Linked DNA regions of Rattus norvegicus: region 2 is linked to region 1. A link is a contact called in public Hi-C data. All regions are on one chromosome and are shown on one strand. Each heading gives the region's core, a stretch centred on a gene start, on an enhancer-like site or on the middle of the called end of the contact. The rest is flanking DNA. Distances are from core to core; before and after follow the strand shown.

Region 1 (5,504 bases), core at 1,233-3,732:
TGAAGATGATCTCTTATCAGACCAGTTCCCTAGAGCAGAAGTGTGAGTATAGTGGACTTAGCATCACCTTGTGAGTACGTCAAAGCCCTGCTGCTATGGTTTATGAAGCCTCCTAAGGAGTGGTATGCAGTTACTTTTATCTCTCCCCATCTCTTTCCTACCAGAAGTTAGCACCTAATTTTCCCTGAAGATGGAGAGTAACATTAATATTTTTTGTCCTTAGAATCAAATTAAAAAGTAGACAGAGTAGCCACTCCTGCGAAATCTCATTGTAATTAATGTCTCTGGTATGATCCAGATGGCCTTGTGTGGTGGGCAGAAATCCCACTCACCTGTTTCTGAGAATGCCCCCCATGAAGATGTGCTCTTGATAAGCACTGATCTTCTCTCAATACTTAGATGTTTCTCTCACACATTTTACTGAATATTTGTAAAATTTCAGTTAAAATTTGCAAAATTTTGCCTAGCTTTCTTTTATTTTATTGGCAACAAAACCGAAAACCTTCCATTTTTTTTTCCTGGCAAAATTTACTACAATATTTAATTAAAAAATACGGTAAGGAGGATATGCGGATGGAGACATAAATAGATGGTTAAACATATTTCTTACTACATATATAGAGATAGATATAGCTAGCTAGATAGATAGGGGCTGATACAGACAGACAGACAGACAGAGAGCAAATTGATATATGGAAATGTGAGGTATTTGGTATGCCACTGACATTCAGGTACTTAATTTTCTTGTAACGTGGATGAAGTAAAAAAAAATTCTTTTACTTTGAGTAAAACTTACTACAGCACAAAGAATTTTTTAGATAGAAAATATACAAAACCAATGAAAACTAATTACAAAAGGAGAATGAGAAAAGAAGGAAAAAGAAAAGACTAAAATTAGAGTTGAATTTTTTTTTAAAAAAACAAAAAGTAATTTCAGAACAAGAAACAAAGATTTTAGATTAGAATGTTTTCAAATATTTCTGAGGTGTCTTTCCTTTCCATCACTTTTTTTTTAATTTTTATTTTTCAGGTTTTTCTCTGCAGAACATTTTTCACTGTCAGATTTGCGACTGCATCTTCTTAGCTGCAGCATTAAAAAGCAGTGTTTCTACTTCTTGTCAGAGCCAAATGGAAAATAAGCCCAAAAAGAACCCAAATCTCCTAGTTATAGTGGAAATATACCTGCCACCAAAACACTGGGACAGTCTAGTCAAGTCCATGCAGTCCTAGAACCACTTCCGGTCACAGCCTTACTGGGAGCTAAGGTCATAGGTCATATCTGACAGAACTAGGGATTCTGTTCTGGGAGGATGCCTGGCAGAAGCAAAGGAGAAGGAACTACTGAATAAAGACAGCATAGTCACTGAAGAACACACCTGCAAGATGGTCAGAGAAATAGCAGCTTAACTTAGTTCCCGGGAAGAGAGATATACTAGACCCAACCCTCTCCCGAGTTCTCCATCTCAGTTAAACACATTTTAAGTGATTTTCCTGATAAATTTAGATCCCTAACTCAAGATCAGCACTTTTCTGACAATCCAATCTCGCTGAATTGCTTTGCTTTTTATGTCTCTGTCTTTATTTAGAGAAACGCATTTTTTTTTTTTTTTTTTTTTTTTTTTAGTGTGTCTATTGTTCTTCAGGGCTTCCTTTTCCACAGAGGCATCTAATGTGTCAAGGATCTGAACTGCTTCAGGGGCTAACCTCTAGTTCCTTTCTACGCAGAGGTTGATTTACATCTAGAACAAGGTCATTCAGAATGTAATGCAGAACAAGTCTGGAGGGAATTCTCCCTGTATTCAGTATTAATCTGTGGTGGTTTGAATATGGTTGTTCTAGGGAGTGGCACTTTTGGGAGGTGTGGCTTTGTCGGATTAGGCGTAGCCTTGTGGGAGCAAGTGTGTCCCTGTCAGGGTGGGCTTTGGGACCCCTCCTCCTAGTTAGGTTCAAGCCAGTCTTCTCCTGTCTGTCTTTGGATAAAGATGTTGAACTCCGCTCCTCCAGCCCCCCATGTCTGCCTGGAGGCTGTCATGCCTCCACCTTGTTGATAACGGACTGAACCTCTGAACCTGTAAGCCAGCCCCAGTTAAATGTCATTTATAGGGCTTGTCTGAGTTCTGAGTGCAAATATGCAGTTCAGGTTAGATGCTCAGTTCACTTCACTGTACTGCTGTTAGGACTCTGAAGGAAAAGAAAATGTTTTGGCTCGGGCAGAGGGCACAGTCCCTTAGGTGAACAAAGCTATTCCCTTTTTTCCTACAGTTAAGACTTCCTGTGTTGAGCGCACCACTCCACTGTGAGCATAGCAAAGCAAGCAGCACCTACCCCGTGCTTTCAGCCCTCGTCCACCCCGAATCTAATCACCGTTTCTCCCTCTTCTGCTTAGCCACTGATGCTGCAGCATTCTGGTCCTCCTCGTTCTCCCTGCTTCCCAAATGGCCTCCTTCCAACTCAGCATCACCATAGTGATCTGTCTAAAATGCAAATTGGTTCTCATCCTGCTCCAGCCTAAAATAGTGCAATGCCTACCCCTTCCTGCAAGCCACACAGGATGGCTTGTTCCCCTCACAAGCAGCACTCCCTCTGCCTGGTTAGTCTCTGTTTATACCAGACCTAGTCCCTGAACTGAGATTTCTTTAACTGACCTAATAATTAGAACTCCTAGTGATCAGGGGATGGAACTACTCATGCTCATGTATCTAGTAAGGCACACACACCTATTGAAGTGACTGTCCTTTCAACCAGAGTAGGCCTGAAAATCAAAAGAATGAAGGCATTTGGTAAACAAATGGATGTTTCATAGAAAAGCCCCGTGAGTTCAAAGGATTGCATTTATAATTTACTCTATTATTTAGGCTGGATTCATTCCTAGCATAATGGATTTTGCAGAGATTCGAAGCTTTGGCACTGAGCTGTGAGGCCATCTTTTTTTTTTTTTTCACTAAATGCAGACAAGAAAATTTTCTTTTTTATTTGCCTCCGGGAGTATTTACGTTTTTCTGAGTTCTTAGACATCTTATACATTTCTACTCCAGTTTGGCATGTGAAAAAAGCAGAGGAAATGAGCAATAACGGAACAATTGCTACTGAGGGCTAAAGGCAGTAAGCACGTCTATACATAGTATCCAATGACGACAGAAGGCAGAGGCAAGACTAGCGGCTCTCTGAATTAAGCGATAGACGTCCACATCTAGGGATCTCCTCGGAAACGGGAGGACTTGCTGCCGTTCTCGGTTGTCAACTACAAAATTTAAACCAAACCTGCCCCTTTCACTGAAAGAGTAAAACATCTTTTAAACGTTTTTATGAGCTGTATTCTTTGAAATATATGCGGAACCGTAGAGGAAACCACTCTCTGCTACCTGAGGACATAAAGCATCTAGGAGAGAGGGGACCTAATTTAGTGGACGAAGTCATCATTAGAAAGACTGAACAGATAGGTCAGAGGTAATCCTAGTTCCAGCATCTTCAGGGGAAAATTTAGAGGCAGGGTCAGAGTAGAGGGATTAATTCTGAGGACAGGAGCCATGTTTTGCCTGTGGCTATTTATAGATATCAATGTGGACTCATTATTGTCAGCCACGTTGACTGTAGACCCCACTTTCCTGATGCTAACCATTTTGGCCTGCCTTTTATTTTGGACTGGGTGAAACCAGGCTGTCATTTTCAGGCATCAATGGCTCAAAGTGAATGACTCAGCAATGGTGAATGATGTCCTCATTTCTGATTCATTGGCCTTCTCTCTTTCCTGCTCCCTGGACCATGTCTGGTACAAAGAGACACATTATAGAAATTTATTGCAGAAAGCATAACTTATGTTTTCGTTGTATCTATAGTTCAGAAAACAGATGTTTCATACAGATGGTTCCTAAGACAATCTTAAATTTAAAGACATTTCCCCTTATTCCCCATTGACTTTTGTGATATTACTGTCTCCTGGGCAAAATTATGAGTCTTTCCCTGCAAGATCATGTTCTTATCCTGATGGCTCCCACACATGTAAAACTTGGTAGGATTTAATCAACAGCTATTTTTTCAACCTACACTTTTATCTCAACCTGTGTATTGTGATTTTTGTCTGACTCTTCTCTCCTTGGATTATGCTCTACATTTCTGGAACAGTTTTCCATTGATGCCTTATGGCTCTTTTGAAGGATCACTGATTAAGCAATGTGGGATAATATTTTTAACTCTACAGACATGCATATTCTACTCATATCTAGTCAGTTAATAGGGCCTACTCCTGTGTCATAATTTTCTCAGATGTGAAACCTTCCAACTCAAAGGAAATCTCTTCGATACTGTACACATAAGCCTCTTGCAAGTCACAGGAAGTTCTTGAAACTTACAAGATTTATGAGGCTCTTCCCAGCATTGTATAGACAGTCCAAACTGCTAGAGAAAGGATCCTATCCAACCAGCTCAGGTGAATGGAGGTGGTTATCCTTGTTCTTGAGTTGCCTACAAGTCATGCAGAGAGCTCCAGAAAAGCAGCCTCCATGGGCTGTTGCACATTTTTGATGGAATTTTTGATGATGCATCTACTTTTGCATCATCTATACTCCTGTAAGTAAACCTAGTAAACCCATTAGTCCTCCAAGTTCAACATTTGTGCAATTTTTTTCTTTGATCACTTATCTATCTGTTCTCTATTTGGCTGAATAGGCATTTGTTTAGATCTCTCTGGGAGAAGTCCTACAACACATTCTCATCCTCCTTCACGTTTTTCTAACTAGAACATCTCCCTTTCCCCCAGAAGTCAACTCTATTCATTCTCTTCTGCTCATGCAGGTTATTACGGCCTCCTAGAAATGTTCCTTGTCTGTAGCCTTTGCCACGCACAAATATGCTGGCATTTTTGATGCAGACATTTTCCCCACAGAGGATTTCTCAAGTTACCAGCTTGCAGACTTATAAGCAATTTTAGGATTAGCTATTTTGCAAATGATTGGAAAACTAGCAATGCCACCACAGTTCTTGTAAACCTGTAAAGCTGGATCCCTTTGTGACTCTGTTCATGGTAATGCTCTTAGCTACGAAGTCTTGCCTTTGCCTCTTGCTACCTACCAGGGCTCAAAGTTTCTTACTACGTGGCTCTTTGCTGAATCCCTATCTCTTTAACTTATAGACTCCAGATATGCTACCTTACATACTCTTTGCTTTTTGTTCCTTCCAAAATTAATTTTCAGTACTGAGGCTGCACCCAAGACCCCATGCTCGCCATGGTAAGTGCCCAACCACTGAGCTAACTATGCAATCCATACCTCTAGTAATCATAAATTTGAAGATACATTGTGAACCCATTGATATTGAGATCTTGCCAAATAATTCGAAGACTATACACCATTTTATGGGCTTAATAAATATGTTATAATGCTTAAAATATCATTGCTACATTTTATTTTATCATTTATAGCCACCAAATTCCAGATATTTAAAAGCCCCTAAAGGTATTGCTATATGCAGCTGTTCTATAAAATTTACATTCTAGCATATTTTGGGCA
Region 2 (5,504 bases), core at 1,232-3,731, 120 kb after region 1:
ACCAAGGGACAGTGCGCTTCTGGAATTGGATACAGTGAGCCATAGCCTGCCACATGGACAAGACAAGGATCAGTTCTCTCAGGCCAAGCCTAGGTTTGCTGTGAATTCTCATAGTTGCATCTCTTTAGGAATTTCCTGCTCTTTGCCTTAAATGTTCTTTTTCCTCTCCTAGATTACCTTTGACAGAAAGATGTTCTTGGTCAAGGTATATGGTGTACAGAATACATTACAATGCAATAACTCTGCCCTTGTGGCCATCTCACACACACATAACTTTGAAAACCACAGAACCCTTGTGAAGGATGGGAAGTCACCTTTCCTTTTGTAGGAAAGAACAAACAAAATTTTTCCCAGCTGCTCAGCTATTAGAAGAAGATGCATTAATAGGGTGAATTTTTCTTAGTTTTGTTCAAAATATTTGCCACGATTCAATTATCTTTAGATGGAACTATTTCTTGGTTATCTCCTAGAACCTTTGTCTACTCTCTAACCTTCAGATAACAAGCGATCAGGTAACTGTTAGCATTGTCTTTCTCTGTGAGTTCAGATTTCAGGTTCCGTGTCACACATCTAGCTCCTCGTTTTTTCCTTTCCTGCCCCAAAAGAAAAACTCTGATCGAAGCGATGCTAAGGCCAAGGCATTACATCATAAGAACAAAGATTCTCCTGCACTCTTTGATTACATGGAGTTTGACTTGCTTTCTGCTTCCCCTTTTAATCTATATAATAGGAATTATCAATCACAAATAACTTTTTTTTTATTAACCTTGCCTCTGAATGTTGTCACAAGAACACCAGTACAAGCCATGCTCTGACTATGATCATATAGCCCCAAAGATTTCTGTTAGTCCAGAGTTTATGGTGATGGCCTGTTGAGAAAACACGCTATGGCTTTGTGACTGTCCTAGAGACAGAAGGGGATAGCCAATCTCCTCTATGCTGATCTGCGTACTGACGACACCATGTCTGTAGTGTATATTTTTCTGGCTCACTTCAAAAGATACACTACGCATTCAGTTGTCCAGGTTCAAAGAAGGCTTGGCTTCCAGAGTGCTCACAACTCCTGTGCTACTTGTGAGACAGTGGTGAAAGTCACCTCAGGAATGGTCTAGGTGCTGAACCTGAGGAAGGACACAACCTTCTGTCTATCAAAATGACCTCTTGGCTCCAGACTTAGATTTGAATCTTGCTCTTCTGAAAGGAAAAATAAAACCTTCATTTTCATTCTGCTTTGTCAGGAATGTTTTTGCTCTTCTCATGCTAAGCACATCACTCTCAAAAAAAAAAAAAAATCAGCTTCTCAGATCTAACCGTGACCTTTCTGATGGAAAGCAAATGTCCCCGTTTTTACCAGCTGGAGGCTGTGGCTTTGGGCGCGGAATCGCTCAAGGTGATTTATCCGTGTCTGCATCTTTAATAGACTCACTTGAACCTGTCTTGCTGATGTCTTTCCTGATACTAAAGGGAAAGGCCATTTGAGAATAGAAATAGCAGCTCCAAATCTGAGCTGAATTTGCCTGGAGAGTCTTGATTGGTTCTGTTCGGATGACTCACTTTACAGTAAATTCCGAGTCCATGGTCAGAAATTTTGTGAGTATGAGTCAGACAGAAGAGAAGCTTAATAAAATACCGACTGGCAGCCCTGGCACTCCACATGGCAGTGGTGAATGCATAGGCCCTTATAAACTGGCTTCGGAATGGTCTTTCTGGGAATATCTGTGTGCTGCAAAAAGGCTCATTCTTCCTGCAGACTCCCGTGTGCTTTCCTGAGAGAGAGCCAGGGAAGCAGGACTTTCGTGTTCTTGTGTTTTAATCACTATTGTGGCAACACAGGGTAATATTATTGTAGCATCCAGCCAGCCGAGGAGAGGAGATTAAATATGATTTCCACAGCAATACATTAAAACTCCGAATGAGCCCGAGGAGCTGTGGTGACCTCCAGTGAACCCTGGCTTCATGGCTCAGGAGCAAGATGCAGCCAGATTGAGAACAGGATGGATTTTGAGAAGAGGCAGGTTCTGCCTTTTCTGCCCCACTGAGCTCTCTGTGCCCAGACCCAGAGCTCCTGGCACCAAAAGAAGAGAAACTGGCAGAGTCTCAGGCAGCACATTAGGAAAAGAGTCCAAAGGGATTTTATTTTAAATGAAAAGAAGTGTTTCTCGTGCTGATCTTAAATCCCAGTGGTCACCAGAGGTCCTGTCTGAACGACCACATATCTCTTTGGAGCACTTAACTACGTGCCTCTCGAGAGAAATCCTAAGGATGACCTTGAAGTCTCTGGAGTCTCTCGTCTTCCATGAGACAGATCATATTTTTGTAGTTTGAGTTCAAGTCTGCCAATCTGCATTAGCATAGCATCTGCCTGGTTACCAAGACAATGCGTCTGAAGAAGAAAAACCAAGTGAGCATGTTCGTGGTCGTCAGGTTTGTGTCAGAAGCATGACTCAGCAGTCTGAAGACCACATGGCTGAGGTTGAGCATGCCAGGGAGCCAGAGCAGCCTGCAGGAGAGCTCTGGGCTGTCTTCTAGTGCATGGCTGACCACATCATGGGTGCACGTCATCCTCTTTCCACTAGGGAAGAGCCTGGAAAGAGCTAAGACACAAGGACTTCCTTATGCCAAGAAATCTGCATCTCACAACTTCTCTACCAAGCAACTGTAAAAACAAAGAAAACAATTGAAAGCAGTATACACGAATCTTTGGTGTTTAGAAGATCTAGAGACACATGTAAAAATAAGCAAAAATATGATGTCTTGTGATTTGCTCTGGATATTTCGTTATCATTGGTACAGAGAGCCAATGCTGACAGAAAGGCCCTTTTGCACACGCATAATGAATGTGTACAAGGAGGGAAAGAATTGTCAACTGCTATCATTCTTGCCCCTGGTTTGCTCACTCTAGTCTCTCCTGTGCCTAAAGCAATGCCCCTGCCTCATAATAAATACTCAGGAAATGACTAGCAAGTACAGCACATTTCCAAAGGCGCATTCTGGAAACACAACTTCCCACTCATCAAATGAAGAAAGGTAAGACACATGCAGGTTAAGGGCCTTCTCCAAAATGAAGGGGACACTTGACAGCACAGCCAAGCCATGAGCCCATGTCCGACATTCAGCTCTTGACAGTGCCACAGGTAGCAAGGCTGTCAATCAAAACCTCGGTACCTCTTCCCACAGCTTTATGCTAGGGCGCGAGGCTGCAGCATTTTGTCTCACTGGGAGTCTGTGACCCGCGAGCGATGGCGAACCAGAAGCACGTAGAAAGCATTACCTCTAGACTGCGTCTTAAGGTGTCAGAGGCCGAGTCTCTGCACTGATAAGAGTCCACAGTAGTCCAGCTCGAGTAGCGATGGGATGTGGCGATATCACCAGACACCAAGCCTCAGGATACGAAGATGCTCGCAAGAGGACAACTGCCAAAGGAGCAGGGCAGTGCTTGAGTAAGACGAGGTGTTGTCCCTTCTGCCCTTGCCTTCCTCACCATGACACCTTTATATCTCCCGGGTGATTCTCTGATTTCCACACCTTCGTAACAGTTAGATTATTTGGATGGCTATACGCAGAGTCAGAATGCTAGTTTGCCTGGGTTTTTTCTTTAATGATACCCTATGGATTTCTCAGATGCAGTTCCTATGAATTTATTTCGGTATGGGGTCCTCTGCTGTCACAGGAGACTTTCTTTCTTCTTAAATCAGGTGGCCTTATTTTAAGCCTCCAAATAAGCAGAAACTCACACTAAATACCACTGTGTACTGAATTCTGCATTCAGTATATTTCTTCTGAACTTTAGGGAAAGATCCTTACTTTTTGTAGACTTCAGAGGAATTTATCAGCATAGCCTCTCCTGACAGTCTTGTTGGAATACCAGACTCTTACACAAGAAAGGAGAAATAACACACTGTGAGGCTAAGCCATATGTGCCTTAGTCTTGACTTCCCATGGCACAGCAACTTGACAAAAATCTGATTATAAATCACTTAAAGCTTTCTTAAAGACAGGAAGATATGTCTTTTTAAAAGATTGGAAGGAAGCAAAGCATGGCCATCATAAATAGCCTTCGCTGTTTTGTTGCTGTTTAATGACTCGTGAGGCCAGGGAGTTGGCTCATCAGTCAAACGTGTTTGCAGCATCCCTGAGTTCAGAACCCGGTACCCTTATCCAGTTGCTCACAACTGCCTGTAACCCCAGCACAGGGCAATCTGACACCCTCTTGTTGCCTTCCCAGGCATCTGCACTGATGTGAGCATACTCACAAGCACATACATGTCAGTGAACATGAGAGACAAAGTGTCTTTAAATGTCCCCTAAAAGTGCATATTGAAGTAGATGTATTCCTTTAAGTGCTTATTTGGTTATAAATTTAATAGTCACTGTTAGTGCATTGACTCAAATTCACTTTAAGATTTCAGAAGTGAGGTACAGCCACAAAGGCTCATCATTATTAATGATAGGGATTCCGGGAGCAACTGTCTTGGCACCATTTCCTGAAAACTTGCTTGCAATCGCTTATGTGATCTTAGCCAGATGTATAGACTAGAGCAGACCTGAGAAGCTGGACTATGCTTCGGTCTCTTATCCAATAGCCCCTTCCAGTGTCAGAGCGCTCAAGCCAGAAAAATATGCAGGCAGCCGGGAGTTTACAGTAAACTTATAGTATTTCTACCTAGAGCTAGAACAAAGTCATGTGCTCTGAGATGTTTACTCTTCATCTATAAACTATTTAAAAATCCAAAAAGTGAGGTTAGACTACCATCGATACCATGAAAACCCTATATAAATATGCATGCTTTGTGGCTCTGGTTTTTAAGAGGTTATTATTGCCATGGTAGTCACCTGTACTCTCATGGAAATATATTGTTTAAATAGGAAAGAGTTTTCAACATTAAGATCAGCTGAAAGATTAAATGAGTGTATATGATTTTTATAAGCATGCATCAAATGCAGCATCTGCCCTGCTACAGTAGGAATAGATGAGCTAGGCTTGGAGAAATGTCTTCTGACAAACTTAGAAGGAAGTTTCAAGGCAGCCACACACAATTCTGTCTTCCTTTGCCTTTACTCCCTAAATAATTGAGAAAATACAACTCTCTCTCTCTCTCTCTCTCTCTCTCTCTCTCTCTCTCTCTCTCTCTCTGTGTGTGTGTGTGTGTGTGTGTGTGTGTGTGTGTGTGCCAGTTAAGTATGCTTTTTTAATGTTTTTTCACTGGAAGGAACGTTAATAGAGGACAAACAAGAAAGTGCTCTAAATCATGTAGGGAGAAGCTAAAGGCACTGGACATAACCTCTGCCAGGAAACTATAATATTGAAAACAAGGAAGAAGGTAAAATTTGTTGTTGGAGAAATGAGGAACAAATCAGTGCAAGGCCATGTAGATGCCAAATTAAAGGAAAGAGGAGAGACCGAAACATTTTTGAACGTGTCAAACAGCTCGTTACTGTCTGTGCCGAGATCTTCAGAGTCAGTACATTCATTTATATTTGGTCACCAGACCACTGTAACTGTT

The links. Hi-C and Micro-C count contacts between places; a contact is called where the count stands out from the background.
Region 2: a Hi-C map of frontal cortex shows a contact between it and region 1, with 1.6 times the contacts expected there. The contact joins two enhancer-like sites. A contact is called at or near these places in 2 of 12 Hi-C or Micro-C datasets (frontal cortex and prefrontal cortex).

The regions. Positions count from the first base shown.
Region 1 is chr1:6,361,304-6,366,807 of GRCr8, forward strand. No RefSeq gene overlaps it. Among named protein-coding and RNA genes, the nearest start is that of Stxbp5, 210 kb to the left of the region's middle. Within about 2 kb of position 2,483, at least 25 of the 93 cell types and tissues checked have an H3K27ac peak or open chromatin away from gene starts, as enhancers often do.
Region 2 is chr1:6,480,365-6,485,868 of GRCr8, forward strand. No RefSeq gene overlaps it. Among named protein-coding and RNA genes, the nearest start is that of Adgb, 230 kb to the right of the region's middle. Within about 2 kb of position 2,482, at least 23 of the 93 cell types and tissues checked have an H3K27ac peak or open chromatin away from gene starts, as enhancers often do.